Regions from separate parts of the Sus scrofa genome. Here region 1 is linked to region 2. A link is a contact called in public HiChIP or PLAC-seq data. All regions are on one chromosome and are shown on one strand. The core of a region is the stretch at or near the end of the contact, and the rest is flanking DNA. Distances in the headings are between cores, read along the strand shown. Region 1 holds the start of MPEG1 (macrophage expressed 1). Region 2 holds the start of PATL1 (protein PAT1 homolog 1).

The links. HiChIP or PLAC-seq counts read pairs in DNA pulled down with a chosen protein or histone mark.
Region 1: a contact with region 2 is called in an H3K27ac HiChIP or PLAC-seq map of alveolar macrophages. The contact joins the promoter of MPEG1 here to the promoter of PATL1 in region 2. A contact is called at or near these places in 1 of 47 Hi-C or Micro-C datasets (embryonic fibroblasts) and 1 of 2 datasets of contacts at active chromatin or transcription factors (alveolar macrophages).

What each region holds. Positions count from the first base shown.
Region 1 is chr2:12,192,623-12,195,638 of Sscrofa11.1, reverse strand. It overlaps MPEG1 (macrophage expressed 1), which reads right to left and starts at 1,336. Exons shown (of 1, transcript NM_001267892.1): 1 at 1-1,336. The coding sequence starts at 1,242.
Region 2 is chr2:11,825,493-11,828,403 of Sscrofa11.1, reverse strand. PATL1 (protein PAT1 homolog 1) reads right to left here and starts at 1,588. Exons shown (of 19, transcript XM_021082992.1): 1 at 389-1,588. The coding sequence starts at 403.

The DNA of each region.
Region 1 (3,016 bases), core at 87-2,586, 370 kb before region 2:
AGAAGGGCAGGAGAAATCACCTGTGAGTGGATTCTTCTGCTCCAAGTTTTGGCAGAGTTGGACAAACTCATTCCCTGAGAGCTGGGTGCATTGCTGATAAACTCCACCAAAGGAGAAATTGGTCATTTTCCCCTCACAGGAGCCATCATCCACGTTGGCTTGGAAATTGAAGTTAGGCGAGTTGAGATCTGTGCAGCCAGGGTAGGTGTTGAAGGTGTAATAGCGTCTCACAGCTGTCTCCACCGTCTTTGACAGCTTTTTCACCAAGGGCCCTGGCAAGTCAGGCAGCCTGTCGGGGTTGATGAAGAAATGCAGAGGCAGGCCAGCACGGTCCACGGCCACCAGGTGGTTGGTGATGCCCTGCTGCCAGGCTTGGAGGGTGATGCCTGGGTAAAAAGGGAGCCCTCCGATGCTTTGCACCCTGGAGTTGGTTCGGTTGGAGAGGTAGTTCTTGGTGAAGTCATTCTGGGAGATGTAGCTCTCCTCAAGTTTGAAGTTCACGATGTTTAGGAAGGTGATTCCAGCAGATGAAGTCACAGCACTGTGGCTGCTCTGGCTGTCCTGGAGGAAGGAGGATCTGATGTGGTCCTCCTGAATGAGAGTAGCGCCCGCATCCACACTGGTGATGACATGGGTACCATAGTTGAGGACCAGGAGTTCCGCCAAGTAGGTGGCCATCCGTGTCTGGTTGTTCTCCAGACGTTCAGAGATGTCCATGAGCTCCTTTTTAAACCCCCAGCTTAGTTCTGCATCTGGGTTGATTTTGACCGTGTAGACCAGGTTTCTTAGCTGAACCTGGGTAGTCACAGCTTGATCCTTCACCTGGAGGCTCTTTATCCTCTGGAACTCAGGTGAGAACTTGCCATTGACTTTGGAAAAAAGAGAGAGCTCCATGTTGATGGAGTAAGAGGTGGTGCTCTGGTAATTGACCCAGGACTCAAGGATTTTTGAGTTCATCTCCAGGTTGCTCTGTTTCTGGGGAATGGTGAAGATCTCGTCAGGGACAATGTACTGTCCATCCTCTGTGGTCTTGCAGTGGGTGTACGTCAGGTCCATCACCCGTCCCATGTCCACATTCCGAAGATTATCCCAGCCACCTCCTGGTAGGACTTCCAGGACAGGTAGTTTTAAGGCATTCTTGCATTTTTGAAATCCAGCCTCAGCTGCCTCTCCCAGAGATGTGTCCGTTTTAGCCCACACTGCCACTGCCCAGATAAGGATGGCACCCCTGAAGCCGTTCATGGCTCAGACAGCCCCAGCCTGTCACGTCAGCCCTCAGCAACAGCCAGCGAGCTCTGTGCAGACTGAACTGCTTGGAAAGAAAGTCGTTGCTGAAACAAAAAGTTCAGCAGTTCTAAAGCCACTGGTTCCTCTTTAGGCTAGTCTAATCGCAAATGGGGAAATGAGAGTGAGTTGGAATACGAAGGTCCATCGATGTGTTGAAGAGCATTGTATTCTACTACATATGCGAATGCAGCCCCATATCCATAATCCTGAACTTCCCAGAGGTTCCCTACTTCCTTCAGCCCCAAGCTGGCTACTCTGCAGCAGTAGTGGACACTTAGAAAAAGTACAACCCCATGCTTTACTCTTAACTCCATGTGAGATTTCTGGCTTTGAAAGAAAGCTTGGATTTTGCTTTTTTTTGGTTCACTCTCTTGATATTTCAAATTTTCCCTACCTCCTCTCTCCTGGGACTTCAATACCAGTTTCCTTTTCCTGTGTGTAGGGGTTGGCAATAAGTTGGTGCCTATTGCTTTTATTGTTTCATTTCATTGTTAAGTTCGTGTAACCAGCATAGGTGCATCAAAATGAATGTAGCTCTTCATGACTCAAGTTTTCTAAGACAACAGCTCATTTGTTATATCATTAGGAGAAGAAAATTTCATGACTTTGCTTTTGTGTGCTAATGCTAAATCAGTGTAGGAAACTGCACGATTTAGAACAGTGTTTCTAGGCCATTGATCGAGAACCAGGCTTAACTGAAGCCCGGCTCTGTCAACTCTTTGGGACAACTCATACATTGAGTGGTACCCAGGGAATCCATAGGAGTTCACAGAAGCTCTCAATTGCACCCTCATGGTTCCCCAAATCATACCATGAACCAGAGGGAGTGCTGAGCCTGAAAAGATCACGTTTGAATTCACAGACAACCTGTATGCATTCTGAAAAGGTTTCAAGGAATTGTATTATAGCACATTATCACTGATGCAGCTGACAAGTGTGTGCAGAAATAATGAGGCCAGTTTCCCAGCTTCACAGGCAGAGCATCACTAATTATTCATAAAACCATGATGGTGTTCCGAAAACCCAGAAATACCATATTCTGGGTCTATTCATGCCTCAGTTATCATGCTCTGGGGAATTCATTTGCACTCAAGGGGGATTAATTAATGAACCAGTATCTGTTTTATATTTGGCTAGAGAAGCAAGTCTCTATGCAGTATGTCCTGGTTAATTTGTAAATCATTTAGCTATAAGTTTATAGCTCAGTAGAATGATCCTAGAATGAGAAAAATTAGAGTTGAATACCTTGCATATTTCCAAAAAGTCTGTTGAAATATCCACATACTTCCCTTCAAACTACTTCAGGGCTAGTTCATCAGAATCAGACAACTCTTACTGTTTCGGAGACCTACTGACAATTTCTTACTTTTTGCTTTTTTTTTTTAATAGATTGTGATGAGACCTCATTCTGATTTAATGAGAATGCAAGCAAAGTAAATATAGATAATTCTATATTCAAGTGTTCCTATATCTCTAAACACCTGGCCATTGTCTTTGGGGGACGCTGGTAACAGTTTTCCTCTTTATTTTTATCGTAGCAAAAAACTGAAAATAGCTAAAAGAGCCAACAAGAGTGAAATTATATCTCATCCATAAGACAAAATATTCGGCAGACATCCTAATTATATATTCAAAAGATTTTAATAACAAAGAAGATTCTTCAGCCTTAATGTTAAGTGACAAAAGCGTGATATACATTCAAGATGACCTCAGCTATGTACAAACATAA
Region 2 (2,911 bases), core at 339-2,838:
GCGTCCCTGGGCTTTACCCTGTGGCTCTTCCTTAAGCCTTAAGTGCCACCGGGTGGGTGCAAGGCTCTCAATGCCGAGCCCCACCGGGGGTACGGTGGGGTGGGGGGTGGTTGGTTACCGCACTTAACGGGCCCTCCCCACCCCCAAACAGAGGTCAACTCTCCTCAGTAGCAACTGATAGGACAGTCCCGCCCCCACGAAGCCAGCTCACAGCCCTTGGACTAAACCCGCGACCCCAGAGCCCACACACTCTGCTCGGTCCTGCCGGCCCCTCCGCCCCCCCTTTTCCCCCCGAGGGGCGCGGACCGACGCGCTGAGCGTGAGAGAAACAGAGAGGGGGGCGCGTGCCGGCGGGAGGGAGGGGTCACTTCCGGTCGCAACAGCTCACCTCGTAGCGGAACATTCTTGGGGAGGGGGGGGAGGGAGCGGGGAGGGGAATGGGGGAGGGAGGGAAGAAGCGCTGACTCTCCGGGCTCCTCCGCGCGCGGGTCCTCCACCGGCTCGCGACCCCTGGCCGCCGCCGTACGCCGGAGCGTGCGTGGGAACGTGCGCAGGCGCGCCTCGGGGAGGGCGGCCGCCCCGCTCCGCGCCCGGCGGCGGCGGCTGCGCGGGGACAGATTTGGCGTCCCGCTTCCTAGTCTCGGCGGCGGGAAGGAGGTCCCGTGGCGAGAGACTGCGCACGCGCCACCCGTCGGGGGCTTCCTCGCGATCCGAACCTGTAGCTCCGCCCCCGGCTTCTCTGCGCCCGCCCGACGCTGAGGTTCGAGTCACGAGTTTTCCGTCACCGACGGGGCGGAGAAAAGCCTTGTGATTGTCACAGGATATGGCTTTGGAGAGTCCCAGGCTTAGCTTAGGCTGGGAGAAATGGACATTCCTGGGCACTTTTTCCAGCGTCCAACACCGTCTTCGGGTTGCTTGGCGGTCTTCACGACATACGATAGGCACCGAGTGGAGGGGAAAAAAGTTAAAGTTCAGGTCATCGAAAGGGGCTGAGTTCGTCGCCACTTTCAGCGGCACGTCACCCGCTGAGTCAACAGCAGGTCAGGGCTGTGATTTATGTGTCTCAGAGATGAAGGCTTTTTTTTCCTCTTTTCTTTAAACCGAAGGCTTATTAGGGAGGTTCAACCAGGGAGGTATTTTTAGGGCTCAGGCACATCAAGCGTGTGGAGTGAGGGAGCCAAAAAAGGCAGCACAGCCGTGGGCAGCAAGGTCATCGAGGCTGAGTGCGCCGTAGGGTGACACCACCTCCTTAGAGGATCAGGACCAGAAAAGCATTTGTCCAGGTGCCTTGGCAGCCTGTTTTCAGAAGTCTCTTTGGAGAACTGTTATCTCCGCTAGCCGAACTCACTCTTTCCCCTTGAAGACTAAACTTGGCTACGAAATTTAGTCCTTGCACCACGAATTCTTGTGCAGTTTCGCAACTCCTTTCTCCGGTGTCTTAAAGTGCAGCCTCGCCTGGGAGTGGCATAGAGTAAATTCCTTACGTGGTGGTATGACCGGATTAATCAGAGCCTGAGTAGTGGAAACTTGGATTTGGAAATAGAAGTTCTGGGTGGGAATCAGTGCTTTGCCACTGGGCCGTCAGATTTGGGGCAAGTTACCTAAACGTGTCTGAGCCTTAATTTCTTTGGAAAACGGGATTAATGATACCTGCCTCACAAAGTAGTGGTTCAATGGCATGATGATTCCAGTAGTACTTCTACTGATGGTTGAAGTCTGCCTTATGCCAATCCGGTGAGGTAGGTGGTATTATTTTCTCCATAGATGAGGAATTTGAGGATTAGAGATGTTAAGCAGTTTATCCTAAACCACTCAATGGCAAGCGGCAACCAGGTCTCTCATTCCAGAAACCCAGTCTCTTAATCATTGTGACAGTTTAACAAAAGAGGATATTTACATGGGACAGACCTAAATGTTAAAGTGGAGCAGGCTGGGGATAAGATGATAACTTTTAAGCACGCATAGAACACTACAAAAGTTCATGTATTAGGTAGGGGCACTTCTTAACAGTGAGAATTGGTGCCATATAGACCAAAGGTTGGGAAAGTGTGACCCACAGCCAAATCTGCTTAGCTGCCTTTTTTTTTCAAAGTAAAGTTTTGTGGGAAGACGGCCATCTTCATTTATTTACATATTGTCTTTAGTTGCTTTGGGGCAACAAAGGCATAATTGAATACTTTCAATGGAGGCTATTTGGCTAGCAAAGCCTGAAATAATTACTCTGGCCCTTTACGGAAAGAGTTTGCTGATTCTAGATGTTGCAGATCAAGTTTTCTGATCATTATGTCAGAATTTTTTTTTTTTTTTTTTTTTTTTTTTGGCTGCACTGGTGGCAAATGAAGTTCCCGGGCCAGGGATCAAATCCAAGCCACAGGTGTGACCTTTGCCACAGCTGTGGCAACACCAGATCTTTAACTGGATCTGCACCAGGCAGGGAATGGAAATTGTGCCTCAGCAGCGATTGGAGCCACCTCAAATACAACACTGGATACTTAACCTACTGTGCCACAATGAGAACTCCAGACATCAGAACATTTTAAAAAACTCCACACTTCTAATTAATGGACTGCTTGAGAAAACATAGTGGAAAGTAGATAAACTTATTAACGTATAAAGACTTGAGATACAGCTAAAGCAGTTTCTATGAGAGAATAGGAAAGCCTGAATGTAAATGAACTATAGGATGATGTCAAAGAAAGGATAAATAAGGAAATAGTAAAGAGCAGAAATGAAAGAAACAGAAAACAAGATAGAGATGGTCGATAAAATTATGTTTTTCTCATGCAACAGCTGTCTTTGAGGGAGATGAATGAGGGCCACTTTAGGCAAATGTATTTTCTTGAGCTGTGTAGGCCCATTATTAAGATGGAGAGGGTAAAAATTCTTTTCACAAGTAATTCTTTCGAAATAA